Linked DNA regions of Gossypium hirsutum: region 1 is linked to region 2. A link is a contact called in public Hi-C data. All regions are on one chromosome and are shown on one strand. Each heading gives the region's core, a stretch centred on a gene start, on an enhancer-like site or on the middle of the called end of the contact. The rest is flanking DNA. Distances are from core to core; before and after follow the strand shown. Region 1 has its middle 8.3 kb from the start of LOC121222430. Region 2 holds the start of LOC107914372 (homeobox-leucine zipper protein ATHB-6).

The links. A called contact is a pair of places that touch in the nucleus more often than the background predicts.
Region 1: a contact with region 2 is called in a Hi-C map of leaf, with 2.4 times the contacts expected there. The contact joins the enhancer-like site here to the promoter of LOC107914372 in region 2. A contact is called at or near these places in 5 of 34 Hi-C or Micro-C datasets (callus, hypocotyl and leaf).

Annotation. Positions count from the first base shown.
Region 1 is chrD10:14,467,269-14,471,397 of Gossypium_hirsutum_v2.1, reverse strand. No RefSeq gene overlaps it. Among protein-coding and RNA genes, the nearest start is that of LOC121222430, 8.3 kb to the left of the region's middle. Within about 2 kb of position 2,232, at least 1 of the 9 cell types and tissues checked has an H3K27ac peak or open chromatin away from gene starts, as enhancers often do. A contact at or near this core is called in leaf, where this site is marked.
Region 2 is chrD10:14,378,331-14,382,084 of Gossypium_hirsutum_v2.1, reverse strand. It overlaps LOC107914372 (homeobox-leucine zipper protein ATHB-6), which reads right to left and starts at 1,400. Exons shown (of 3, transcript XM_016843272.2): 1 at 853-1,400; 2 at 371-756; 3 at 1-272. The coding sequence starts at 913.

The sequences.
Region 1 (4,129 bases), core at 983-3,482, 88 kb before region 2:
TCTACAATGAAGCAACAAAGAAACGGCTAACATCCAAATGTTTGTCGACATTAGGAAAAACCCAGTTGTGTTGAATAGAAATAGATATTGTAACATCATAATGGTGGAGTAAAGGGCCCATCCATCCTGACAAAACCCAGGGGAGATGCAATGTGAAAGCAATAGTGTTGATTTACAGTTAAATCCATTAAATGAGGCTTTCTCTTTCAATGTATTGTCTCATCAACTTATTCATAAATAGGGGTAGATAAAGAGTCCTATCAGATATGCAATTAAATTCGAGCTGTGGCTTTTGTTGCCCCCACACCCCCACGAGGCAAGGCACCACCTGCTGAGCTGAGCCTGGTTTAACGTTTAATGCTCTCTCTGCCAGATATCTGCTGATTGGTGAAGGAGCCTCCACCTTTTTAAGTTCCATTCCGGTTTAAATGTATGCCACCTGTAGTGAGAATGACTTTTTTTTTTTTCATTTTTCTTAAAAGTACTTAATTTCATAATAATAATAATAATAATAGAACCTAAGAGCAATTAACAAGCTTGAATTCCTCCCTAGTACTTGTTCGGCAAGGTACGCCAAGTCAATAAGACAGTGACAATTGAAATAGCTTGGAGTCATTTTAAATCCATGTTATATCACTTACGTTTTTTTTTTTTCATAAAAAAGGTTTCATACAAGGGGAATTTTACAAAATAATCAATAAGTTTAGTACAAGTTCGTCTTAATTAAAGAGTCTATAAATTTATTTTAAAGAAAAACTTAAAAGATAATAAAAACCTTCGAAAATAGGTGAAGCGGACAACACCATTTGTATAACACGCGGATCACACAGGAAAAGGGCAAATGAAGAGTGCGCTTTCTCCTTTATTCCTCTCCTTTTCCCTTCATTAATCCTCTCGCTTATTTTATTAAACTTTCTCTATTATTAAACATTTTAGAGAGCTTCTCAAAACACAAACTCTAATGCTTTCTAATACCCTTTTGTTCTATAGTAACTTACAAAAATGTTAACAATATAACTCTTTTAACATTTTGTTGAAATAGTGTTCTTATAAAAATGACGTCAACATTTTAATTGAAATAGTTCACAATATAATTATTTAGACTAACTAATGATATTATAAAATAGAATGACCAAATTATGTCAAAAAAATGAAGTATATAGATGAAATATCATGTTTCAGCCTAGTATAAGAGTTAAACTAAAGTTCGACCATCGTCTAATAATGCCTAAAAACACGAAGCAAAGCAAACCCCAAAAAATGAGAGATCACGTGTACCCTTAATCTTGTAACATTTTAATCGAAAAGTTAATGATATTAATTATTTGAACTAATTAATATTATTATAAAAAATAAAAATCAATTTATATTAAGAATTAAAATTAAAATTTAAACATAATAAAAATATCAAAACTGAAATTTAACTATTTTTCTATAATGTTAAAAAAACACTATTGTGCTCTTAAATAAATCAATTGAATTAAATCGAGATTGACATTACATTTAAACAAAATAGATTCAAACAAGGGAGTTCTCTGTTATCCATAAAAGTAAACATGCTTATACAGAGTCTAGGGTTGAGGTGTTTATGGGTTGGACTAAGCCAAATTTAAGTCAAGCCTATACAAGGTATTTAAACCAAATATTCAAGCTCGGGTTCAACTCGAAAAATGGACTTACTTTTTTTGTCCAAGTTCGGTTCAATTTAAGAAAGGTAAATTTGAGCCTGACCCGACTTGCTCATATTTGATTTTTTATATTAATTTTTATTTGAAAAAAAATTAAAAAATATAATACAACACTAAAAAATGTTAAAATAAAAGTTTTCTAACACATCAAAAATATTTATAGTAAAAAACACTGCCATAAATATAATAAATATTTTATTATATTAAAAAACACAAATAAATATAATAAATATTTTATTGTATTAAATATATAATTTAAAATTTTATATTTTAGGTGAATTATTTTTTAAATTTTGAGTAATAGATTTAATTGTTATGAAGTTAATGATTTAATATAAATATAAATATGATTTAACATATATAATTAATATAATATTTTTATAATATAATATATTCCGCAACTAAAAAAATCTTACCAAAAGTTCTATCCATATAGAAAATAATCAAATTCATTTTTTGAATATTATATTATATTTAAAATTATTATTTTTAAAGCTTAGCTTCGAATATGGATAAGTCTCCCAGTCCACGAAAGTCTGGGGCACATTTGTTTTTCGCTTGGATTTCAGCTTGTGTTTTTGGATGTTTGCACATCAAGTAGATATTGACAGCCACATTAGCTTCAAGAAAAAGAATAAAAATATAAAATTTCTGGGTAAAGTTGAGTGTTTTAGGCAAATCAAATCAGGTGTACAATTCATCTTCAGCAAGATTAAACTTCAAGTGTCAGATCCTGCTTCCATCATAGCAAGCGTTTGCAAATTTCCCGGTGGGACGTCCTTGCTCAGTTTGCTTCATTATGCTACTATTTCTTCATTTACTCTAAACCAACTCTTCAATCCAGTCACAAAAGTTTAAGTTTGATTATAAAATAAGTTTCAGCTATTCAACTTTAATAAATTTTTATTTTAATTACTCGTTTTCTTTTAAAATTAATTTTATTAAAAAAAGAAAAAATTTAAATTTATACATGAAATTGAATTATTCAACGGCAAAGATGAAACTTGAGTTTTTTCTTATAACTCAATTCATTATAAAAATTCAAAATTTTTCGTGTAAAAACTTAGGTAATTTACTAGAAAAATCCAAGTTTTCTGCTTTTCACTAAAAAAGAAAAACTCAAGTTATAAAACTCAGTTATTTCCCTATAAAACTCCAAAATTTTCTTTTTATCGGGAAAAATTAAAATTAATTCTAAAAAAGAGAAAAATAAAGAAAATTAAAAAGATAAATGATTTTTAAATATCTAAATTTTTCCATGCACACCCAAGTCATTCCCTTTTACTAAAAAACTAAAATTAAGTCCAAAAAATTAAAGACAAATAAAAAATATTACTAAAGTTAAGTAACTAAAATGAATATACAATAATATTAAATTAGTAGCAGGTGATCAAAATGAAAACAATTTTACCAGCAGTACCTAATGAAAATGGTTTTTGATAGCTATGCCTAAAATGAAAAATATTTTTTTGATACTTTTAAAAGTTAAAGCGAAGAATTGTGTAATTTAACCTTTAATAAAAAATTATCTTGATTTTTTTACTCGAACCTTTGTCAAGTTTTTAACTAAAAAAAATTAATAAAAATTAGGTATTAAAAACACTCAATTACACTCGAAAACTAATTTGGGTTACTCAATAACTTAGACGCAATTAATTAAGTGTTAAAATACTCAAATTTGAATTGCTGAATATGATATAATTGATTTTTTTAGATAGACTTGTATACAAGTTGAGTGGCACACCTAATTTGCTATATATGCTGGAGACTAGTGAAGGTGAGTTCGGATAAGAATATTTTTTTTGTTCCAAGTTGAATCGATTTTAAATTTAAATTAAATATTATTAATTTTTTTATTTAAATGTAATTAGAAAACTAATAATAAAATGAACTAATTGAACTTATCCCTAACAAAAATCAGTAATAACGCTTTCGTAACCGACTCATTGTGGAAGAAGATGGTAACGCTTATGCTTGGGTTTGAATCCCGAGAAATTTTAGAAGGAAACCATGGAAAAAAGTATCTTGATTGGAAACTTACTTAATGATAAAATATTGGGTGAATTTTTAAGGAAAAATTATAAAATTAGGTCATTTTTTAAAATTTGTTGGAATAAGTTAATTTTAGAGAGGGTGTGAAAGTTGGATGTGTTTTCAACGGATTTTAGAGGAAATGCTTTTAACTTGATGTGCTTTCAACTTTGGTCAAATGCTTAAATGTTAGTGTTTTTATCCTAGAGTCTCAGGTTCAATTCATTTCCTACTCACATTTGTAATTGCACTATGAAATAAAAAATACAAATGTTTATAAGAGAGAAATCGAACTCAAGACTCAAGAAAGTAATTGCAACTATCTAACCATCTAACGTTTAAAAAATTAATTAAAATTTAAATTAAAGGCTATTTGCATTCCAATCAATTTATTCAATCACTTTTAAAAT
Region 2 (3,754 bases), core at 151-2,650:
TTCATGGAGGACGGTGAAGAAGCCGCCCCGTTGTTTGGGCTGCCCCCCTCCATGTCTCCGCCGCTGTTGTTTTCTTCATTCAAGATAGCGCTCGAATCACTATCCGATGATCCGTCTTTCAAGTCCGGAAAAAAAGTGTCGCCACCACCACCAACTGATCCATTGCCGCCGCCGTCGTTGAAGCTCTCGCAGTTCACTTCCGCCGGCTCCGATGAGGTACCCAAAGATGAACCCGGCGGCGGCTCGATGAGTTTTGCCTTCAGCTCACTAATCTGCATCATTTTCAGACCTTCAACTTTGCTTTACAAATTAAACTCAAAGAGATTCCCAGTCTTACTAAGATAAATGAATAATTATTATTAATAATTACCTGTTTGAGAAGATCTTCATTTTCATGGCGGAGGTTATTATAATTGAGCTTAAGAGATTCATAACTGGTCTTAAGAACTCCATAATCTCTTTCCAATTGCTTTGTTTTCCATCTAGCACGTCGGTTTTGAAACCAGACAGCAACTTGTCGTGGTTGCAACCCAAGTTCTTGAGCTAGTTTCGATTTTCTGTCGGGTTCGAGTTTGTTTTCAACTTCAAAATTCTTCTCCAATGCCTTCACTTGATCCACACTTAATCTTCTCTTCTTGGCACCGCCGCCATGGCCGACTGTTAATTCTTCAAAACAACCTTCTTCATCGAATCCTTCTAACATCGACTGAAACTCTCGACTGTAAACATTGTTGTTGTTTCTTGGACTATGTTCATCTGTACCAAATCAAAACATATCAACAATTAAGACACTGATGAACATCAAAGATCTTTTATTTTTTGGTAATAAAAGTTGGGTTTGTTTTATTAGACCTGAAGTTGGGCAGATTGACATCAAAGCACTCAATGAATCTGAGCTGCCAAGTCTCTTCATGGTTGATGATGAACTTAATGATGAAATCAACAATCTTTTTTTTTTCTTTAAAAGATTTTCAATGGATTTTGTTGTTAAAAGAGATTCAACTAAGATTGAAACTCAAACTGACTTGTTTAAAACAAGACCAAATTGTACAAAGTTGTAATAGTTTACAACATGAAAACAACAACCACTGTCCTGTCTTAACTTCTCCACCATTTTTGTTCTTCTTTCACACAGTTTCTTTCTTACTCTCAGTTCCCATCCAACAATAGACATAACAAGAAAAATAAACAAAACCTAAAATACCCAACAATCAAAGCTTCCATGAGAATCAAAATATATAATATTATGAATTCTATTTTTTTTCTTTTACATTATAATCAAATTATAGTAGTCTAAAAGACTGTTCATCGAGAAAAGAAAATTGTGAAAAGAAGAAGAAGACGGAGGAGGTATTTTCAGGTGAAAGAGAGATGAAAGAGAAGATATTAGAAGGAGCTGGCTAGCAAAGTTTCCCATACCTTTAAATAAAACTAAGATAGGTCGTATTTGGGTTAGAATCTTACTAGGGTTAGGTACAATCAGCAAAGCAAATGCAAATGAACCCAAAATTCAATCCAAATGCAATGTTTTAGTTTACTGTATATGAGTTCTATTCTATTATTTTAATTTTATTGGTTTAAATCGACTTGAGTGAAATAAAAGTTAAATAATATTTTTCAAGTTAAATTTAAAAAAATAAAAAGATCAAATTAAATATTATTAACGGTATAAATAATTTAAAATTAGAGTATATAAATTTAAAATCATATATATTTAAAAACTATTTTAAAGTAAAATAAAAAGAAAAAAGATACTCCTCGTGATAAACTTGGTTTGAAAATTTAATTGTTCAATGCCCCAAATTTGTCATTTTGGAAAAAAACATTTTTTTATAATTTAAATTTTGTATATAATTTTTAGAAGTTTATAAAATCTATCAGTTTTATAAAAATATTTTAAAGAATATTTTGTAATTTTGTTTGAGAGGAATTAATTTGTTCATTTTTCTAAATTGACAGGGATTCAAGGGGTATATACACTAATTTGTTATTTGAATTAATCAAATCATGTAAGTTATGAAATTTAACTCGATTCGAACTCGAAAAACTGAATTACTTATTTGAGTTGATTTAGAAAAACCAAATAACTAGATTCGATTACTACAAAACTAATTTTTTTTTCGTTTTCCCAACTCACATCGACTTTTACTCTCCCCTATTAATATATATTGTGATACAAAGTTTTTAATTTTCCACATGTGCATGTATGACATTTTTTTTATTTTAATCAATTTTCACATACTAATGACATGACACTATTTTAAGTTTAATTATTGCATAAAAAATAAATATATTTACTAATAAAAAATAATTGATTCTATTTTCTTAATGTATACAAAAAAATCAAAATCAAAATTTCATACATATAGTTGAAACAAAATCAAAATTTCATGTTTATATTATGTTAGCTCTAGTTTTTCAAGTATTTTGATATAACAAAAAGTATATTAAAAATCCTCTACTTAGATTTGGAAAAATTGTTTAGAAGCCCGTAAACTTATTTTCAAAGTGTTGGACAAGATAAACATTTAAAAAGCCTTAAATTAACTTAATTTTTAATAAGTTTTTGAAGTTTGAAGGACTTCTACCGATACTTAGGAGGACAAGTATCGTAGAACTCAAGATGGAAAGACTTTGAAAAGGCTACAGAATTCTACCGATAGAATTGGGAATTCTATCGATACAACTTTGGGTTCTACCGATACAACCCAAACTTCTATCAGTAGAACGCACGCAAGTGTGCAAGGTAGTTTTGGCCTGGAATGTCTATCGATACCTTGGTCCGATCTATCGATACAACCAGAGTTCTAACGATACCTTAAGGAATTCTACTTAGACAAGTCAAGCTAGTAGCCAAAGTTCAGCCTCCCCTGCACTTCTACCGATACTCTGCTGGGTTCTACTGATACTTGAAACCCTCAGAGTTCTACCGATACAAGAGGACCTCTACTGATATAATGAGCCCAACGATCATATTTTGGAAGAACTTCTATCGATACAACGAAGATGCAAACTGCATTTAATGCTAGTTTTATGGCTGTAACGACTCTATTTTGTTTCTAACGGCTACAAACGTCCACAAGGTTGTTAGAGGATTTAAATACAAGGTCAATGCTCTTTATTAATAATATAGAAACAAGTGCCTAAATTTCAAGAACTCGAAATTTCAATCTTTCTCAATCTTTTACTAAATATTACTTGTACACACTTGTGGGTTAAGTTTTCTATTATTCTTTCAAGTGTTGTAACTTTATGTGAGAGTGCTTAATTATTGATTATCTATCTTTTAGAGGTATAATCTTATTAATCATTATTTTCTCTCATTTGTGAGGTGTTACTTAAGGTTTTGGATAGAAAACCTTAAAGGGAAGTGATTCTATCTTACCTTTGAAAAGATAGGAATTTGTAAGGTTAAACATTGTCCTTAAAGGTTCAAATAAAATGGATTTGGGAAATCCTTAGTTAAGGAAAGCTAAGGTAGTGAAGGTAGGCAATTGAGGCCGAACCACTATAAATACTTGAGTCATTTTATTTCCACCATTTCCCGAAAGCATTTTAATACACTAATTCACCCTCTTCTTGGTGTATTTCGATATTAACAATTGGTATCAGAGCTAGAACTCTAGAGATGATTTTATCACCAAGAGAAAAGATCCTCAAGATATCCAAGATAAAAGCCACAAGTCAAGAAATTTACTTCATGGCACTAGAAAAAAATTCCACCATATTGGGAGAAGGGATTCCACCATGAGAC